Regions from separate parts of the Mus musculus genome. Here regions 1 and 2 are each linked to region 3. The links are chromatin contacts, called in public promoter capture Hi-C and targeted proximity ligation maps. All regions are on one chromosome and are shown on one strand. The core of a region is the stretch at or near the end of the contact, and the rest is flanking DNA. Distances in the headings are between cores, read along the strand shown. Region 1 holds the start of Gcnt1 (glucosaminyl (N-acetyl) transferase 1, core 2). Region 2 has its middle 110 kb from the start of Gcnt1. Region 3 holds the start of Ostf1 (osteoclast stimulating factor 1).

What was found. Promoter capture Hi-C pulls out the DNA fragments that hold promoters and counts their contacts.
Region 1: a targeted proximity ligation map of trophoblast stem cells shows a contact between it and region 3, with 7 times the contacts expected there. A contact is called at or near these places in 4 of 39 promoter capture datasets (cranial neural crest, frontonasal cranial neural crest, hematopoietic stem and progenitor cells and 1 more) and 6 of 130 datasets of targeted methods (acute myeloid leukemia, bone marrow-derived dendritic cells, extraembryonic endoderm stem cells and 3 more).
Region 2: a contact with region 3 is called in a promoter capture Hi-C map of pre-B cells, with 4 times the contacts expected there. A contact is called at or near these places in 4 of 39 promoter capture datasets (the 3T3-L1 cell line, the C10 cell line, hippocampal neurons and 1 more) and 1 of 130 datasets of targeted methods (bone marrow-derived dendritic cells).

The regions. Positions count from the first base shown.
Region 1 is chr19:17,354,122-17,358,204 of GRCm38.p6, forward strand. Gcnt1 (glucosaminyl (N-acetyl) transferase 1, core 2) reads right to left here and starts at 2,546. Exons shown (of 3, transcript NM_173442.5): 1 at 2,436-2,546.
Region 2 is chr19:17,249,505-17,253,314 of GRCm38.p6, forward strand. No RefSeq gene overlaps it. Among named protein-coding and RNA genes, the nearest start is that of Gcnt1, 110 kb to the right of the region's middle.
Region 3 is chr19:18,630,083-18,633,977 of GRCm38.p6, forward strand. Ostf1 (osteoclast stimulating factor 1) reads right to left here and starts at 1,731. Exons shown (of 10, transcript NM_017375.3): 1 at 1,538-1,731. The coding sequence starts at 1,571. It overlaps Nmrk1 (nicotinamide riboside kinase 1), which reads left to right and starts at 1,934. Exons shown (of 9, transcript NM_145497.2): 1 at 1,934-1,999.

The DNA.
Region 1 (4,083 bases), core at 1,296-3,795, 1.3 Mb before region 3:
GTAAAACTTGGCAGGGTACAGAAGCCATTTACAGGGGATAATAACTCTCTGCACTTTGTAATTAAAAAAAAAGACTTATATTTCAAGGCATTTTAATTTACTGATAGCTTCTCTACTCGTTGGTAGGAAGTACTTAACCAATAGTCCATTGATACTTAGAGCATTTTCTATGTAGACCAACTTCAATTCTCAGAGGCCTACTTTGCTCCATAGGGAAATCCTTGGCAATGTCTGGAGCCATGTGAGTTTATTGTCACTGGCGTGGGGGGGTGGGGGGGTTGGAGCACCCAGTGGGTACAGGAATGCTGGTAAAAGTCCTGTAACGTACACAACAGTCTCCTGTCACAAAAACCATCTGGCCAAGGGCTAGGGCTACAGTGTGCTGTGTACAGTACTTGCCTGCCAGGAATAAAGCTCAGGGTTTGGTCCCCAATACCATATAAGGGGGTTGGTGGCGCTCGCCTACAATTCTAGCTCCTGGGAAGTGGGTGCAGACAGATTAGAAGTTCACAGTCACTCTGAGCTTCATAGTGAGTTGCAGGTTGAACAGACCCCATCACAAAAATAAAATCTATTTGGTCAAAACTGTCAGCAGTGCTATAAACACACATGATATTTGTCTCCAAGGGAAACCTGACAGTATCAAACCAAACCTCCATCATCAAAGCTAAGAATATAGTCCCCACAAGAATATACCACACCTGATTTACAACAGTCACCTAGGAACAAACACCCTTTCCAGCAGAGTTGGGTATTTGACGTCCTGACCGAGAACTGTAAGCACATTGCTCATTTGTTAATATGAATACTAAAAATAGACCCAGGGATCCTTATCTGTCCATACACAAGGCTGCATTACTCAGTGCAGCTGAAATACTACACAGTCCGTAGCAAACAGCAGGTGTGCTACATATGCCTGAAATTCCAGCACTCAGGAAGCCGATCCAGACTCTGATGACAGCCTGAGCTGCACAGTGAGAACCTGTCTCCAACCAACTAACAGAAAACTGCCTCTGACATTCAGGAAAGACTTTCCAACAGTACTAACTTTTTTTCCTACCACCTAATTTCCTAATTAGCCATTGCTAAGAAAGCTAGATTTCCTCCCTTTAAAACCTGAAAAAGAAAGGAAGATGGAAGGAAGGAAAGAAGGAAGAAGGAAGGAAAAAGGAAAGCAGAGATACCTGTAGCTTTCCATCTTTCCAGAACTGAAACCTTCTTCCAATCCTCTGCAGAGGGGTCCCTGTCTACTAACAGATAATTTACTCTGATCTTTAAAACAAAACAAAACAAAACAAAACTGTCTACCCCTCCTCTTCCTTTCCAGAAGACAAACCCGCCTTTCAGAACAGCTCTAAATAGGGGCAGCAGGCCAGAGGAAGAAATCATATTGCTCCCCCACCACCACTCACCAAATTCAGGTCACAGCCCCACCCACCCTCCTTCTCAAGTCAACGCACCAGTGCTCTCTCTGAACACTACCTCCTACCTACCAGTTTGCCTCTAGCTCCATTATTTGTAACAAAGCAGTTCTCTTCTGCAGCGAAAAGGAAAGATAAAGAGTACACACCAAGCTGACACTTGTTTTTTTTTGCAGAGCCAAGCTCGGATCCTCCACTGGAGGATCCTCCACAGTTGCACGGGGAAAGGGGTTGCATTTTTTTATTCTGCACTGAAAGAACTAAGACTGGGAGCAGCTATGCGCATGAGATGGACTTCTTCTCACTCTTGAGGTGTGATGGCGCTCATCTTTAACCTTGGTAGACAGAAGCAGGAAGATCTCTTTGAGTTCGAAGCCACATGAAAGAGAGAAGGAATGAAGGAGGGAGGGAGGAAGGCAGAAAAAAAAAAGAAAAGAAAAAGTAATAACCCAAGAAAAAGCAAAAACTAAAGAACTAACATGTCTAAGAAGAATTACCCGTTTTTGTAACAGACCTGCAGCCCAAGGCAAGAGGAAGAGCGGCGACTGCTTGGACCCCAAACTGGCCAGTCTGTTTGCAATCACCCTAAAGTAGTCATTCTCTGCCCCAGCGTCGGCTTCTCGGTCGGCGCTCTAACAGGGAGTCACAAACGTCTCTACACTGGCCTGTGGCCTTACGAAGTTTAAGTCTTTGGCGCCCAAGACACCGTTCGTCTCTACTTTTCATGCCTGCAACCAACCCTGATTTCTAAGCCCTCACTCATTGCACCAGTCCGGGAAAGAGTGGTCAGAAAGTGACTTCTAGATGCCACGTGTGTATCCGCGTCCCACCGAAGGACCGGAAGGAGAGTGCTAAGAGGACTCCTGCTCCATCCTAGCCGGGTTCCCGAACCAAGCGCCCTCTCCCTGCTCCAGCACCACTGCCTCCTTGGTGCAGCCCGTCCCGCCCGTTAGATCCGGTTCGGTGCTGTCCAACTCTGCCGGGCAACCCCACCGCTGGCCCAGCCTAGGTTACCTGGAGCCTGTGCCTGCAGGGCGCACGAAACAGTGCTGGATCGGCTCGCCAAGCGGATACTGGCGCGCTCAGCCTTCTGCGCTCCAGACCTCCGAGCCAGCGCCACGCCCTAGGACCCACCCTCGAGACCACGCCCCCAGGCCCACCCTTAAGACCACGCCCCCGGTTCCACTTCGCCCACCTGCGGCCACCGCTCGAGGTGAGGGCGCCCTCTGGGAGTTGCAGTTGTCCGGGAAGAAAACTAGAATCCAAACTTCCTCTTGCTTCCTAAGAATTCTTGGTTCTCTGGGCCAAGGACAAGCTACCTGGATGGGATCTTTTAAGAACTTTTATGTCTTCTTCCTCTGAAGCAGGAAATGTGCCAACTGTTGTCCTGTCTGATCTTAAAAATAAGTAAAAAGTTAAAATGCCCAACGTGTTTATACTGCATCAACTTTAGAGTCGCCCATGCCTTATCATTTTCTAGATAAACCTTGTATCTCATTTTGTGTTACCAGAATGTCAGAATTTATTGAATAACCAATATATTCACAAGCAATGTCAGTTTTTTGGTTGCAGCTTGCCAAGTAATCCTGATTTTACTTGAAAGCTGGTTCCTCTTTCGCACTTTAATTCGTAGTACTAACTCACTTTACACGTTATGCTTTACATAGTAAACAATACACAAATATACAGATTAGAGAAACTACAAGTTTGCAAGCATGTGGGTCTCAGGTGAGCATGCTTAGTGCCCCTCAAGGATAGAAGACATTATCCGTGGGAGTGTAGAAAGCAAGGCTGAGCTGTCTTGGAAGCACCAATCTGTGAAATTCACCCTCTTGGGCTGTAGATCTGAAGAGGTTGCCCCAAGGACTGCCCGCAACAGAACAGAACAGGAGATAGTGGTGTCTACTGAGTGGAACAATAACACCCCAGTTCATGCCAACTCCAGCCCCATGTGTCCTTTCTGCTAAGCTTGGCCCCTTCCTCTCTTCTATTCTAGGGGTTGACTCTTGGAAGATTGCTTTGTTTGCCTTGTCCCTGTTCCCTGCCCCTCCCCCTTTCCCTGGAGTCTTCCAGGGGAAAGCAACATCAGCTCTGGCCACCTGCAGAAACAATGAACTGGGAGTTAATGATTCCTTCCTTCAACCTCGACCCTTTCCTTAAGAGATTTCCCCTCCAGTGACAGTTTTCGCTCTCTTGCTCTAATTTTATGCAGAAAAGTAATGTTATAATGCATTCTAAGTTTAATTCCATTATTATTTTATGTGCATGGATGTGTTGTGTGTCTGTATGTTCATCACATGCATACAGTGCCCTCTGAGGCCATTGGTCCTCTCAAACTGGAGTTACAGATGGCTGTGAGTCTCCCTGCGGGTGGTAGAAATTGAACTGGGATCATCTAGAAGACCAGCCACACTTCCAGCTCCTTTTATAGTGGATTATGTGTTAGGTCTAGAACAGAGAAAGGACATGAGCCCTTTCCCACATGAGGTTTATGATTTATTTTGTCATGCACACGGAATGTCAGGATGTGACATCTGAACGTCAGCCTGTCATTTGTTTTCATGAGAAAGAGCTGTCTCCCCCATCCTTTCTGGACTAATCTGCCCTGCAGAGGTTTATCCTATGTAGTTTAAGTGTGTTTTGAGCTGTCAATATCTATAAG
Region 2 (3,810 bases), core at 792-3,291, 1.4 Mb before region 3:
AATGTTATTTATCTGTCTGTCTATCTATCTATCTATCTATCTATCTATCTATCTATCTATCTATCTATCTATCTATCTATCTATGTGTGTGCATGTTCATGATCTCGCATGCACGTACCATAGTGTGCCTGTACCACAGTGTGCCTGTGAAGGTCACAGGACAACCTGTGTGAACACGTTCTCTCCTTCTACCGTACTAGTCCCTGGAATTAAACTCAGATTATCGGGCTTGGCTGCAGACACCTTTACCCACTAAGTCATCTTGCCAGCTGCACATCAACTTCAAATGCAAATAATATGAACGGTTAATTTGCAAGCGGAAGTATTGAGTTTCCACGTCATTATGTGATCTCATTGACTGAGTTGCTGCATTCACACACGTGCATTGTGTTCCTACCAGAGCAACAGAAACACTGAACAAAACGACACACTGGCTTTTATTTCAGCCACAGCAAGCATGTTCACCAGTCATGCTTCCTAATGCGTGAACCAGGAAGAAGTGGAGGGAATGAAATATGACTTCCTTCTGGGCATCGTTTGCAGTAGATGACTAATATAGGAAAATAACCCAGAAGGGATAGAATCTCGTCTGTCATTTGCATTCCCTGGGACACTGAACACTGCTGTTTTGTGACGCCTGTGTTAAGCATGGCCTCTTCATATGGTCAGGGTCTGTGTCCTCAGCCTTTCTAAGTCACTGCCGCAGCACATCAACATGACATCTCTCCGAAACACTCTTAAGTGTTCCATTCACAGGGGCATCTTCAACACTGTGGAATCAGGGTAGTGATGAGGAAGGAGAGCAGCCCCGACAGAGAGCCAGGGAAGAAGTTACAAAATGGTTGCAACATCGGCATGTGAGGAAAACGAGAGGGCAAGGAGGAAAACTGGAAACCCCTGCAGCATTCACTGGTACAGAGGCACTCCAGAGTGTATGACCCAATACCCATCATAATCCTAAAGGGCTCAACTTTTCATAGAGATTTAAGGTGTTAGAGACATGTATAAGTGAAGTTCTATGTAGAACTACACACAACACATAGAGTACATATAAGAAAACTCATGCTGTGGAAACAACCCCTGAACCTTTATGACATTGGAGCCTCCACCCTTACTACTAAGTAACTCCAGTTTTCCTCTTCCTCCAACCTGCTTCCTCCCTAAGAAGTATATATATATGTGTGTGTGTGTGTGTGTGTGTGTGTGTGTGTGTGTGTGTGTGTACTTTTAAGAAGTATTTTCTTTCTGAATACATTCTCCTGCCTTGCTTCATTTCTGATCTCAAATGGCCTTCACTCTATTCTGCATTTATTTGAGCCATTTCATGATTTAAAGAAGTTAGATGTTCTAGAAGTTTAGTGGGAGCCACCGTGAATGCAACCTGCTGTCCTGCGACCTCTGCTGTGACACCAGCTCGTCTGGACTCTCCTCCTTCCAGGCACGAACTGTGTATCCAGAAGCTGCAAACATAGCAACTTCAGCAGAGCATAGGAAGGCATCCCGCCCCTTCCTGCAGAGCATAGGAAGGCATCCCGCCCCTTCCTGCTCATGGCCCATGGCTCTAAGTTGCAGGTGTTACTCTACTAACTGCCCAGGCCATTGGCTTTCTTCCAGTGTGCTCAAAAAAATTGTTCCTTTTGTTGTTGTTGTTAGAAAAGGAGTAATAGCATGCTCCGTTTTTAAAAGAAAAAAGTATAAAAGAGAAATATTACTTTAAAATATATATAAATATATTTCTTGTCTCCTTCCTTCTATCCTCCATCCCTCCTTCCCTCCCTCCTTCCCTCCCTCCCTTCCTTCCTTCTTTCCTTCCTTCCTTCCTTTTCTCAACCAGTTTCCCCTCCCTCCTCTTCCCCCATTTTCTCCCCCATACCTTCCCTCTGCCCCACCCCTGCCCCCATCCACTCCTCCCCAGTTTCTCTTCAGAAACAGAGCCTACCTAGAACTTACTTAGGCCCTCTGCGTGTGTGTTATAGTTACGTAGCTCTGTCTTTTCCTGGGACTCCTAACAGTGGGAGCGAGGGCTGTCTCAGGCTCTTTTCTTTCCTCTTGTTGTGTTGCCTTGTCCAGCCTTAGCATAGGGGGAAGTGCCTGGTCTTACTGCGGCTTAACATGGCACGGTTGACTGAAATTTTACTTTTTTTACATTCAAGAAGTTCCTGAGACTAAAATGAGAAAAGAAATTCAGAACTCTCATGTCTCCTTTCACTTTCAATCTCAGAAATGAAATAGAATCACCCCTCGACTAAGGCGAAATTCACCCTCAGCTTGGAAGCCCTTTCGTTGCTCTTCTGGGTTACAAGCCAGGAAGATTTGGTGTTTTGAGATAAAAGCTTGCAGATCCCAGGTGGATCTCAAACCTGCTTTGTAGTCCTGGATCACCGTGAGCTTCTGATTCTCCTGCCTCCGCCTCTGGATGCTGGGATCACCGGCATGCAACACCACATCTGTATATGCAATATGGAGGACTGAAGGCAGGGCTTTGTGTGTGCCTGGCAAGCAAACTGTTAACCAAGTTACACCCCCAGGCCTGGGGACAGTCAGTCTTGCTTTCACAGTAATGGGACAGACAAGTGTGGGGAAAGCTTAGCAATTGAGGGCCCCTCTTAACTTGAGCTACATACACACATCTTTACCAACAATGCACTTAGCAATTTAAAACCCCCACGTGTGTCAAGCAGCACACACACACACACACACACACACACACACACACACACACACACATACACACACAGAGAGACCAAAACAAAGCACTCAGGACACTTTGACCTATAGTGCTTGCTGACACCCAAAAACTCCCCTTTTTATAGCCAAACACTTCCTGAAGCATCCTGGAATAGGGTGCGTAGGTTACTCTAGCCTGGGCTAGTTTTGGACACATGCACAGTAAAGAAAACTATGTCTTGTGAATGAACTTTTAGGGAAAATCGAATTATCATTGCTATGCTATTGTCAGTGACTACCCCAAGAGCCAAGCAACTGTCACCTTGGAGAGCTCAGCTCTGCCCTCTTGTCAAAGGATAATCCTAGCCGGAGTTAGCCATTTACACCCTCTCATGGAGGGGTGGGGAGGGTCACCAGACCCTCATCTGAGTATCTAACTGCTCCCAACCACCTATTGTACACAATTCCACCTTAATTGCTTGTGGCTTCTGGAAGGGACTGTAGAGTATACAGTCAGGGAATGGGATAGTGGGGGTTAGAGGACTCTGTCTATGTGGCTCCAGGGAAGCCCTCATTCCTGCAGGATAAAAGCTTTCCATGTCTTTCCTGTGGCAGGGAAGAACACTCACCTCCCCCCGCAGTTAACTCACAGAGCAAACTTTGGAAAAATTGTACCTCTGTCACTAGGACCTTACAAGGAGGGATTTATGTCATTTGTGTTTCTCCCTGGGAAAGAACTCTAGCAGCATTTTCCTATGCATGGTTGTGCAAGAATATTATTAAAATAAGATGCATCATGGAGGAAAGACCGTTTCAGTGAACAAAGGTCACCATAACTGAAGCCTGTCAATCAAGACAGAAGACCACGCATATTCAGTGCCTAGCAAGCAACGCCTGGACCCACAAAGAGGAAGCTCTGGCCAGGATCCAGAGCTCCTGAGGAAGTCTTGGTGCTTTCTTGCAGAGAATCTTGCCTAGGTTCTTGTTTGCTTCCAAATAAAAACCCTTGCTATTGTGCACACACACTTTTTGTGTGTTTCTTCAGTTCTTTGAATGGGACCCCAAGAATCTAGAAATATCTGGTCTAAACAGAGACCACCAGTAAAACAGTAGAAGTGCTCCAAGTTCTGTAAGGCAGTAAAT
Region 3 (3,895 bases), core at 481-2,980:
TTTCTGTTTTCAAGTAAGCAAGCACAAAGCTTAAGTCCTACTGACACTAATATTTCTCATTATCCATTACTAGGTAAATAAACCGACTTTCATGGCAACTCTATGTTTGGGCCTCACTTATAAATCCAAAGTGAAGTCAAAGTTCTCTCTAAATAGTAAAAATGTTTAGCCATGTGTTTTCTGGTTTGCTGGAGAGGAAAAGGCAGAGATGTAAACAACAAAACTGGTTCCCAGAGCAAACCTCGACTTAGTAACAGGCTGGGTCCTAAACCACACCCAAGGGTGCATGAACACACAAGTTCACAATCACGTACACAGGGGCAGGCTCCTGCCAACACTCACAGACTCAACACTGACTTCACTTTTACTGTGTCTGGGGGAATGAAAAACTTCACGAACCGATTCTCGGCACATTCTTCAAAATCAAGAGCTTTGTTCAGCCATCAAAGAACTCAGCTTAGTTGGACCCTCGAGGTACTTACTGACTTACAGCAGAGTTTACAAAACTGCCACCTCATACATCCGCATCTAAATTGCAAATTGCAAACTTCTCAGATTTCACGTCGAGGGCAGCCTCAACCAGCACCCGCCCAGCCTCTGCTCAGGCCAAAGCCAGTCTGAGCCACTTCCTTCATATTCCGGCCCTACAGAATTTACGTCGACAGCGAATGCCTGTTTCACAAATATGTGTGCATTATTTTCAAAGTCAGGGGCTTGATGCTGCCACAAAAGAAGGAAACTGGATAATTATTGAAGTTGAAGTGACTGTCACTTTAGTAAAACAAACAAACAAGCAAAGCAAAACCAATAAAACAACCTCAAGGGCAAAAAAAAAAAAAAAAAAAAATCACTGAAGCAGCAGCATAAGCAGCTATAAAAGTTGATGTAAATGGCTTTCAGCCTTTGTAATACCAAAGCTGCAGGAGATTAGGAAAAGGGGTCTGGGAATTCATCAAACATTCATCTCCCATTTTTTTACGATCCCTGTCAATTCCCTATCCAAATGAAAATTCCCACGAGTTTATTTAGTCTCGTTTCTCCATATCACAGAAAACACTCTAAGAACAACGTTTTTAAAAGTGAACCAGGAAGGGCGGTCAAGAAAACTGCTTTGAGGAACTTCGTACTCTCTCCAGTTTAGTTCGCGAGAGTCACCCTAAGCAAAAACACTAGGATGCATGACAGAGCGACACTGCCTAAAGCTAGGAGCCGAGAGGGTTGCAGCCCGGCTGTCCCGCTGGCAGCGCCCGAGCAGCTCTCCAAAGCTCCCGGGAGACCTCGGGTCCCTGGCCCGCTCCAGCCCGGGCGCAAACCCCACCCAGCCGCAGCGCACTTCCCGTTCGCCTGCCGGTCAAGAACTCCAACTTGACAGCGACAGGGCGAAATATGAGGAAGTGGCCGCGACCGAGGTGCTGCCACCACACCGCTAGAACGTCCTGGCGAGCCGTGTGGACAGAGTCCGAGGACGCTCCTCGGGAACTCGAGCACCGGGTCCCGCAGCCTGGAGACCCGCACGCGCAGCGCACACCACTCTTACCTGGTTTGACCGGTTTGGGAGGTGGCTTGGACATGGCGCTACACGGAGCGACCAGGCTCAGCCGCGGGAGCCCCACACGCACACGAGAACTGGGCGCCAAGCCTGCGCTGGCCGCGGCCGCTCCGGATCCGCGCGCAACCCGATGCGGGACACTCGGACCAGCGAGCTCCGCAGACAGCCCGGCCTTCCCACCAGGAAGTGGCCGCGCCTCGCCGGCTGCTGATTGGCTGCGGCGGGGAGCCCGGCCGAACCTCAGAGGTCCAGCCTGCTCCGGCACGCCGGAGCCCCGCCTTTCTCTTGGGGGAGGAGCTTTACAGTAGCCACGCCCTCAGGCCCTGCGTAGGGGAGGCTATGAAAGCGCAGTGGACTTCGCTGCCTAGGTGAGCACCGGGCAGTGGTAGGCATGAAACGCTCTTGAAGCTTGCTCTGCGACCCTGCTGGGAAGGATTCGAACCCGCTTCGGTGAGTACCCACTGCCTGCTGCGTACACACGGCGAGGCCTGGGAATCTTCAAGAGTCTCCTTCGCTGTATGTACCAGGAACCTGATCGTGTCTAGGGAAACCGCGGTGGGACTTAGATGCTCCTAAAAAGCAACTAGACACTGCTAGCTGTAGGAGACCCCACATTTGCTAGCTGGAGAATCGGGTCTTGATCCCCCACGGGACAGGACAGCTTTTTCTACAGCATCTGGTTAACAAACTCCAACCCACTTGCTGCCTGGCTTTTATAAAGACTTCTAACAGTGCTTTTGGCGTTTTTTAAATAGCTGAGACAAAAGCATAGTATTTTGTGGCACACGAAAGTTAGGGGAAACTTAGATTTCCGTGACCATAAAATTTTATTAGAACACAGCATGCTCGTTTGCTTATGCATTGGCTTTCTTATTACAATTTCAGAGTTGAATAGTTACCCGCGAAGTCAAAACTATACTACTGGCTGGTACTTTATACAAGTTGCCCAACACGAGAGTTTATGTTCACACATAAGTAAACTCACAATGTCACAGTCAATATTATATGCCTATTGTATATTAGGGGTAATAAAAATGAAAATACTGGTTATGTAAGAAACTACAGGGTCAGCACAATGGTCCAGCTGCCCCTGCTGCCAAACCTGATGAGCAGAGTTCAGCCTCTAGCACCCACACTTTGGAAAGAGAACTCCCAGGAGACCTATGACCTGAGCATGTGTTCTGTGGTGAACCATGGCATGCACCTGCCCACACACATGCACCGCAACCTAGATACAAATGTAAGAAAGCAACTTTTTAAAAAAGAACCTCCACAAAATGGACCTTCAACATGTCTATTGAAGGTTAATTTACGGGGAAAAAAGTGACTGAAACTTCAAGGGGCAAAGGTTAGCAGGAGCTTGGTCATGGCTATGCCCCCAGGCCTTGCTTACCAGGAACTCTACCTGTGGGGGATTTCTGCTTACCAAAAGGGTTCAAAGTTGAAATTAGTCCTATTCATGGGAGCGTATCCAGATAACTGTAGCCTGAACCTCACGGAAGTCCTGAAACCTGGGCCTTGAAGTCATCTGAAGAGCATGTGTGTTTGCTCTTGTGTTTCTCAGATTTGATTGATGGTGGAGTTCTTGCCGCCTGCTGACTCTTCCCATCCTCCTGGGAATCATTCTGTGCTTTAGAAGTCTCTGTTCAGAGTGGAATAGATTGAATATAAACATAAGCCAACTATGAAGAAGATTTAACATTTCACTGGGATTAAATCAAAGATAGTTTTAAACAATTCTGCGTATGAGCCAGTCTTGGCGAGGCTTGCCTATGATCCCAGTACTTTTAGGAAGGTAGCTTTGCCACAGAGGCAGCCGTGGCTGTGTGGCAAGTTCCTGACCAGCCTGGACTCTGCATAGTGAGATTCTGTCTCAACAGATAAATAATATAACAAATAAGAATGATAAGTAAGTGTGAAAAAGATAAATGGCTCATTTAAGGTTTGCTCCTCTCCCATCTTGTTCTTCTCCCTCTCTGTGGAAAGGATACTAGCGGCCAAGAAGACACTGCATAAATATCCCACAGGATTCAAGCTGACAGGATACCCTGACTTCAAGACTCTGAAAGGTCCAAAAGGTGGTCTCTCCAGAGACATTAAGATGTACAGTTTGTCTTGGCTCTGAGTTGTGTGTGCTTCACAACATCTCTGCTGCAAGCCAGGTGTACAGACACACACCTGCAATCCCACCACTCTGTGGCAGAGAGTAGAGACCAGAGGTGCAGTATATGATTGTTCTTTAAGACTTTAAGGCTAGGCTGACCCGCATGAAAGGCCTCTAAAACAATGAAACAAAAACCCTCTAGCACATATATGAAGCATGACAACTTGCTCAACATTTGGTTT